Regions from separate parts of the Mus musculus genome. Here region 1 is linked to region 2. The links are chromatin contacts, called in public HiChIP or PLAC-seq maps. All regions are on one chromosome and are shown on one strand. The core of a region is the stretch at or near the end of the contact, and the rest is flanking DNA. Distances in the headings are between cores, read along the strand shown.

Evidence for each region. HiChIP or PLAC-seq counts read pairs in DNA pulled down with a chosen protein or histone mark.
Region 1: a contact with region 2 is called in an H3K27ac HiChIP or PLAC-seq map of T-cell acute lymphoblastic leukemia, with 3 times the contacts expected there. The contact joins the promoter of Tbc1d14 here to the enhancer-like site in region 2. A contact is called at or near these places in 9 of 39 promoter capture datasets (the 3T3-L1 cell line, cranial neural crest, embryonic stem cells and 4 more), 4 of 115 datasets of contacts at active chromatin or transcription factors (T-cell acute lymphoblastic leukemia, astrocytes, embryonic forebrain and 1 more) and 1 of 9 other capture datasets (embryonic stem cells).

Annotation. Positions count from the first base shown.
Region 1 is chr5:36,581,120-36,584,427 of GRCm38.p6, forward strand. It overlaps Tbc1d14 (TBC1 domain family, member 14), which reads right to left and starts at 1,278. Exons shown (of 14, transcript NM_133910.3): 1 at 1,236-1,278.
Region 2 is chr5:36,004,955-36,007,919 of GRCm38.p6, forward strand. No RefSeq gene overlaps it. Among named protein-coding and RNA genes, the nearest start is that of Gm52811, 79 kb to the right of the region's middle. Within about 2 kb of position 1,352, at least 36 of the 459 cell types and tissues checked have an H3K27ac peak or open chromatin away from gene starts, as enhancers often do. A contact at or near this core is called in T-cell acute lymphoblastic leukemia, where this site is marked.

The DNA.
Region 1 (3,308 bases), core at 28-2,527, 580 kb after region 2:
GTCAGAGATCTGAGGAAGATACAGGCTCAGATCCTCAGAGCAAACTCGGTTGGTAGCCCACAGCCCCGTGAAAGTTGGACGAGCCAATCGTAGCCTCCGGTCTGAGAAAACTTTAGCAAGATTTGGGAAAAAACGTCTTAGGGGGATGGAGATCCGAGACACATCAGGGGTCTGAGGACCATATCTGAAGAGGCCAGGGGTCTGAGGAGCACCAGGATCTGAACAGGAGAGGGGTTTGAGAAGGACAGAGATCTGAATACCTCAGGGTCTGAAAAGGAGTAAAGGCAGAGATGTGAACAGGACAGGGGTCTGAGGACGCTGGCTCAGGGCGCACAGAGCAGACACCTCTACAGCTCGCAGCACCACATCTGAGGAGAAAACTTTTCACCAAGTTCTGGAAAAGGCGCACGTCGCGACAAGCGCTGGCCGAGGGCAGTCGCACGTCAGCCGGACCCCAGCCCTCCCAGCCGCCCTCTCAGACCTCCCTGCCTGGCCGACGCAGCAGCAGGTGGCAGCGGTCAGCCATCCGCAACCTCTCAGCTTGACCCTGCAGAGCCCCCTCAGTACCCGAGCTACCGCAGCTCCAACGCCATCTCCCCGGCCCGTGGCCCGCAGCCCAGGCCCCGTGGGGCCCGCAACTCGCTGGGCTAAGAGCGTAGACTCCGCAGATGCCCAGCCTCAGCAGGTGCTTGCCGGCCGCCCGCGGCTAAAAGCAGCCAGCGCCAGACCCCACCCCCGCCACGCCCACGCCACGCAGCCACGCCCCCACAAGGCTGCTTCTCTTCCCTTCCGCTGAGCCTCTTTAGCCCAACACCCAACGCAAATCGCTCGCTCCCAGGGCCTCAGGCGTACCGCCACGCCCCGCACTCCAGAGCCACGCCCCCGAGAGCTCACTAGCCACACCCCACGCTCGTCCCTAGTCACACTCCGGGGGACAGGAGCGTTACCACGCCCCGCGCTCCCTATCGCCGCCCTCACGCTCCCTAGCCACGCCCCCGCTAAGCTTCCACTGCTCTTCCGCCAGGGCTCTCGCCCCCCGCCGCAGCTCCGTAGAGCTTAGGAGCCTGCTATTTACTACCGCTGCTCCTCCGGCCTGCCAAGTATCCGTCCTGGGTTTCGGGAGTTGTGTCCCTGGCCCTTTTCTGTCCTCAGGCCCAGGAAGGGCTGCAAGGAAAGTTCCGAGAGAGTCACAGTGTCCATACCGGCACCGCAGACGCCTGGCGGAGGCCCCTTACCTGGTCGGCTCCGCCCGCGGCCATCTTGGAAGTGGGAAGTGGGAGGGAGGGGGAAAGCAGCGCATGGGGCTGATCCAGGCGTGGGGAGCCGAGCGGCGGAGCGCATCGATGGGACGCCCCTGTCCAGCAGCTGGGGGAGTCTTAACAGCCCACGGGAGTATTTAGGGGTACACGTGAGCGCAGGTTACAGATCATTGACCTTGGAATGCCCTCCCGGTATAGCCTTAGCCTGTCACCTGTCAAACGGGCTTTTCTGATCACTGTTTCATTGCGCTTAGTGCCTAGCGCTGTAGTTCGCCAACTTTTGTCTTCACTTTAATATTTCAGTATACAACGCCCAGCAGGCTCAGGAGGTGACAAGACAGGGTTCATCATCAGTGTGTTTTGAAAGTTGTGTGATGGTCTCGCTTAGGAACTAGAAGAGGCCTCACTAGACAGCATCTTTCTCTAGCCTGAGATACAGAGATCCACCTATGTATTAAAGGTGTGTGCCACCACACCTGGCTTTATGCACATTTTACCTTTTTAAGTAGCAAAAATTACAGAGACACAATCTATGAAAAAGTATAATTCAGGAGGTAGAAGTCAGCTAGAGCTGAGCAGAGTTAAGCCAGATGTCTATGGAGGATGTCTTCTATCAGGCCAGGTCATTGTGCTGCATTTCCCTTCCTGAACTCACCTGCACTCGTTTCCTAAGCCTCAAAAAGCAGAGACATGAGTGTTTGTTGGATCCATACAAAGGGTACTTGGGATGATTTGGGTTTATTCTAGGAGTTGTCAGACCCCGAAAATTTACAAACACAAACAAGCCCCTTTAAAACCTGACTGCATTTCAGCCAGGAACCATCACATGAGGCTGGAACCATCACAGTCCTACAGGAAGAGGAATTTCCCTGCCCTGGCAGGTACCTGGAAGCAAGCAGGAGGAAATCCATTTGTCTTGGTTACAGTTCTGTTTGTGCTAGCCTCAAAGTTGCAACCTAGAAAACAATGAGTTTGAACTCCTGATCCTCCCGAGTCTACCTCCCCAGTTCTGGGATTATAGGAATGTACCACCACTTTTGTTTCAATTGTACATTCATTTCAAAACATTAGGTGATGGTTCAACCTCTGTACAACTCTCTCAAATATTTTAAAATATTTTCACAAATCTGAACACAGTCCAGAGGAAGGGCTTACAAGACCAAGGCTATATCAAAAGCTATGAAATGCACACCGTCCCCAGGGATGAAAGAAGACAGAGAGAGGTTGGGGGATAGCTCAGTGGCCTGACTTCAGTTCCAAGGAGGGTAGGGAGGAGAGAAGAAACAGACCAAGAGTCGAGCCATATCTGAGTGTCTTGGGTCTGCACATGTGTTGTAACTTTTAAACTTCCACATGGCATGTGCTGTTTCACAAGGAAACAATGTCGGGTCCCACCCAGCCACCTGAGGCCATGAGGTTCTCAGTCCATCACACCAGAGCCTTCAGCTAAATAAGCCCAGCCCTGTGCCTGTTCAATGCACAGGAAGAAGGTCTACCTGAGAGCCTGACAGCATTGACTTTCATCGTGAGACCCATCCAAGTAGGGTGTCTGCTGGGCTGGGGGACTCCAGACTCTAGCCATTCTAGGAGCCTACAAACTACTTGATAGACACTGGCTTCAACTTCCCTTTCTGGATCATGACTGTAATTACTCTAAGCACCAACTTACAATGGCAGGAGGGTAGAGGCTTAAATGGACTGGGCAGTCTTTTGTTGGCTTGCAGAGAGCTGAGAGACTTGCAGGGCATCCCTCAGGATTTGCTACATAATAGAAATTTCAAAGGTGCTTAAGTTCCTGGCAGTTTGAACTGAAAACAATGCCAGGTTCCATCACACCCATTGGTGCCCTCACAGCTGGATTTAAACACTGACTGGGAAGCAGGAACTGGCTTCAGTCTCATTTCAAACTTCAGCACAATGGATTCGTTCGTATTGGATACGCACAGGAGTCCTCACGACTCCTCACCTTCCAGCCATAATGCTTGAGTATCAGTTTAAAAACCTGCCCTCAAAGGGCAAGAGATGGCTCAGCAGTTAGAAGCACTGTCC
Region 2 (2,965 bases), core at 102-2,601:
CCAGTTTTTAAGTGATGTCTTTGGTTTTGGAGTCCCGGTGGGCTGGATGAGAATGAGGGGTCTCCTCAGTGTCATTTAAAGCAGAGGATGACTGAGTGCTTGGCCACAGAGCCCCCTAGGGTACTTGTGCTGTGGCTTATAGTCTGTAACCCGCTGTCACAGAGCCTATTAGGTGCACAGCAGGAGCCTCCGCAGGAAACACTATTAGATGTCTGTGACTTGGGAAGTTTGTGACAGAGACATGGGTTTTATAAGGCTGTTTAAAAACACCTCTCTCCTCATGGGAAGGCAGTCAAGAGCTCAGGTGGGAGGCACATCTGGGATAGAGGCTCCATGGGAGGAGACAGGTATGCATTCCTCCTGAGCTGAAGGTGGGAGCCAGGCAGTACAGGAACATGGTGAATGCCCCAACAAGGACCCTTCGTAAGCACCAGGCAGAGCAGAGCAGCTGTTTCCTGCCTAGGGTGCAAGCCTCCCCTCTAGGAGTCTAGCTGGCCCACAGTGTGGCTCTCTTCAGGCCCACCTGTCTCTAGAAATGCCAAGTGACTGTTCTTGTGCAGACTGGCCAATCCAGAGCCTGTGCCCCCTGCTTCTAAGGGATGTTTGCCTCAGCGGTCTGCCAGATGTGATGCTGAGTGCTACACATAAGACATACTGCTGGTTGGATCTCTGAGGAGCAAAGTGGGGGTCTAATAAGACCAATATGCCCAATCCGTTTGCTGTATCTGGAATGATTGAAAAGGGAGATTAAGGGATCATGGAGGCACCTGAATGGCTGACAGCACAGCTCAGGGAAACCACTCCCAAATCTATACGCATGAGAGAGGCTTCTATCCCCTTTGCTACACAGCATAGGCTTGCCTTAGAATGTCACTGGGCCAAGCTCATATCACACCCCGTAGGGGACCTACAAAGCGGTGATGTCTAATGCCCAGCAGCCTTGAGATCACAGTCTGTCCCTCTAGTGGGCTTACAGAGTGCACAATTGGTTGCAGGTATGTCCACCTGAGATACATGGCTAGGGTGGGACAAGGACTGCTGACACACAGGGAGGGCAAAGAACTCACACAGCCTGGAAAACTGCAATTCATTATCATAGCCCACTGCCTGCATCCTAGAACTAAGGTTGGACCACTCCACCCGATGCTTGCTGCTGACCCTGCATGGTCCAGGCACACTGTACCATGACAACATCTCTGGTTGTCTCTTGTACCAGATGCGGGGACCCTTGGTAGTTCTTGTCTACGGGTGCGCTGGCCATCTTGTCTCTTATGTCTATATTTGGAGGCAGTACTCCTGCTTTATAGCTGACAGGCGGAGCAGAAGGCACCAAAACACACCAAAGGGCTTCCTGTGCTGGCCACGTGATCTGATCAAACCCTCTAGACCTCACGGGAAGAAGGCATGGAGTCTGGAGGTGCTGCAGCCTTTCAGTAGCCTGAGGACACACATACACCACTCTGTCAGCTCAGAACACCATAGTTAGGGTGGTCTCCACTCGGTTCTGTGATCCAAATCTGTAGAGGCCCTCCTCCCTTTGCCGACTTTCCTGCTTGCCCCACCCCCATGGCCATTTTTCTCTCTTCCCCAGATAATTTCCTGTCTTCTGCTTCCTCAGTATCCCCACCTCACTTCTGACTTTCCTAAGAATACAGCGTGCCCAGCACATCTGGCTGCGTTGCCCTGTCCTGGGAATGGGCCCAGCACATCTGCCTGTGTTGCCCTGTCCTGCAGATGGGTACCTTCTGCTCTGGGCTCCACCACACTTGATCTCCGTGGCCTCACTGTGGTGTGACTCACTCGTAAGCTGGCTGCTGTCCTGTCCCAGCCTACCCCTCTCCCCAGGAGCAGCACATGGGCCCATTAGGCACTGGTGGGGCTCCAGCATTTTATACTCCACTTCCACACTGTCTGTTCTCTTGAGCTTGACCGTGCCTGTCTCTTACTCAGCACCCTGACAGGCCCCAAACTAGGCACTCAGTGACATTTTTCTTCAGCCAGAAGTGAGTCCCAGTGGTTTTGTCTTCAGAGCACACTCTCACTGCAGCCACAAGGTCCTGGCTCCTTTCCTAGTTTCCCATCTTGACCTGAGGGCCTATGGGACCATGTCCCTCACCTGATCTAGTTCTTGCCCAGGGCTCTCTCTCCCTTCTCATCTCTTACCTCCCCTGGTCCCACCAATGTAAGGACCAACTCCTCCTGGTCCACTTTAAGATTGAGGCATATCTAGAGCCCAGAGCCCAGGAGGCAGCTGCAGGAACAGGAGGCGCTGGGCGCTGTCCTCCTTAGCTCCCAGCTGGTGCCTGCTTGCCTGGCTCTGCTCTCAGTTTATCCAAGGTTGGAAAGTCACAGGCAGCTATGGGATGGAGCAGAAACAAGGGAATCGTGGGATTCAGGAGGATTGGGAGTTTGGGGTAGGGATTATGTTAGATCACTGAAGTTTGTACCTCTCTGAAGAACTCGGCTAATGCATTCACAGGGGCAGGGAACTGTGATGAGAAACATAAAGACTACCATTTTTTTTTTTTCACTAAATCTGTGCACCAGCCACTCTAGCCCTTTCTCTAGGCTGACCCACAACTCTGTAAGGTCATAAAATTAACTGCGTCACCTTCACTACTCGGAGTCTCTGGTGCTCTTACTATGACGTGAGGACTTGTTTCCCATGCTGGTCCCTGCTGTGACCATGCCAGTCACCCGCTGTGGTCATGGGTGGTCTGAGCATTCTTAGATCTGGCTGGCACCGTGGCTAAGGGTCTCGCTCCACCGTGGAATGGCTTGCACATCTGCTTCAGGGCCACTGCCAGAACTGTCCTGTGAGCTGTGAGGTGCGCCATGTGCTGGAGTTGATGCGCAGCCAAGACTGACGCTGTCATTATGGCTGATTTGTCATTGCCCCGGTCATTGTCATGCTGGCAGGCACAGCTCAATACTGCCTCCTGAGCCCAATACTGCCAAAATCTGG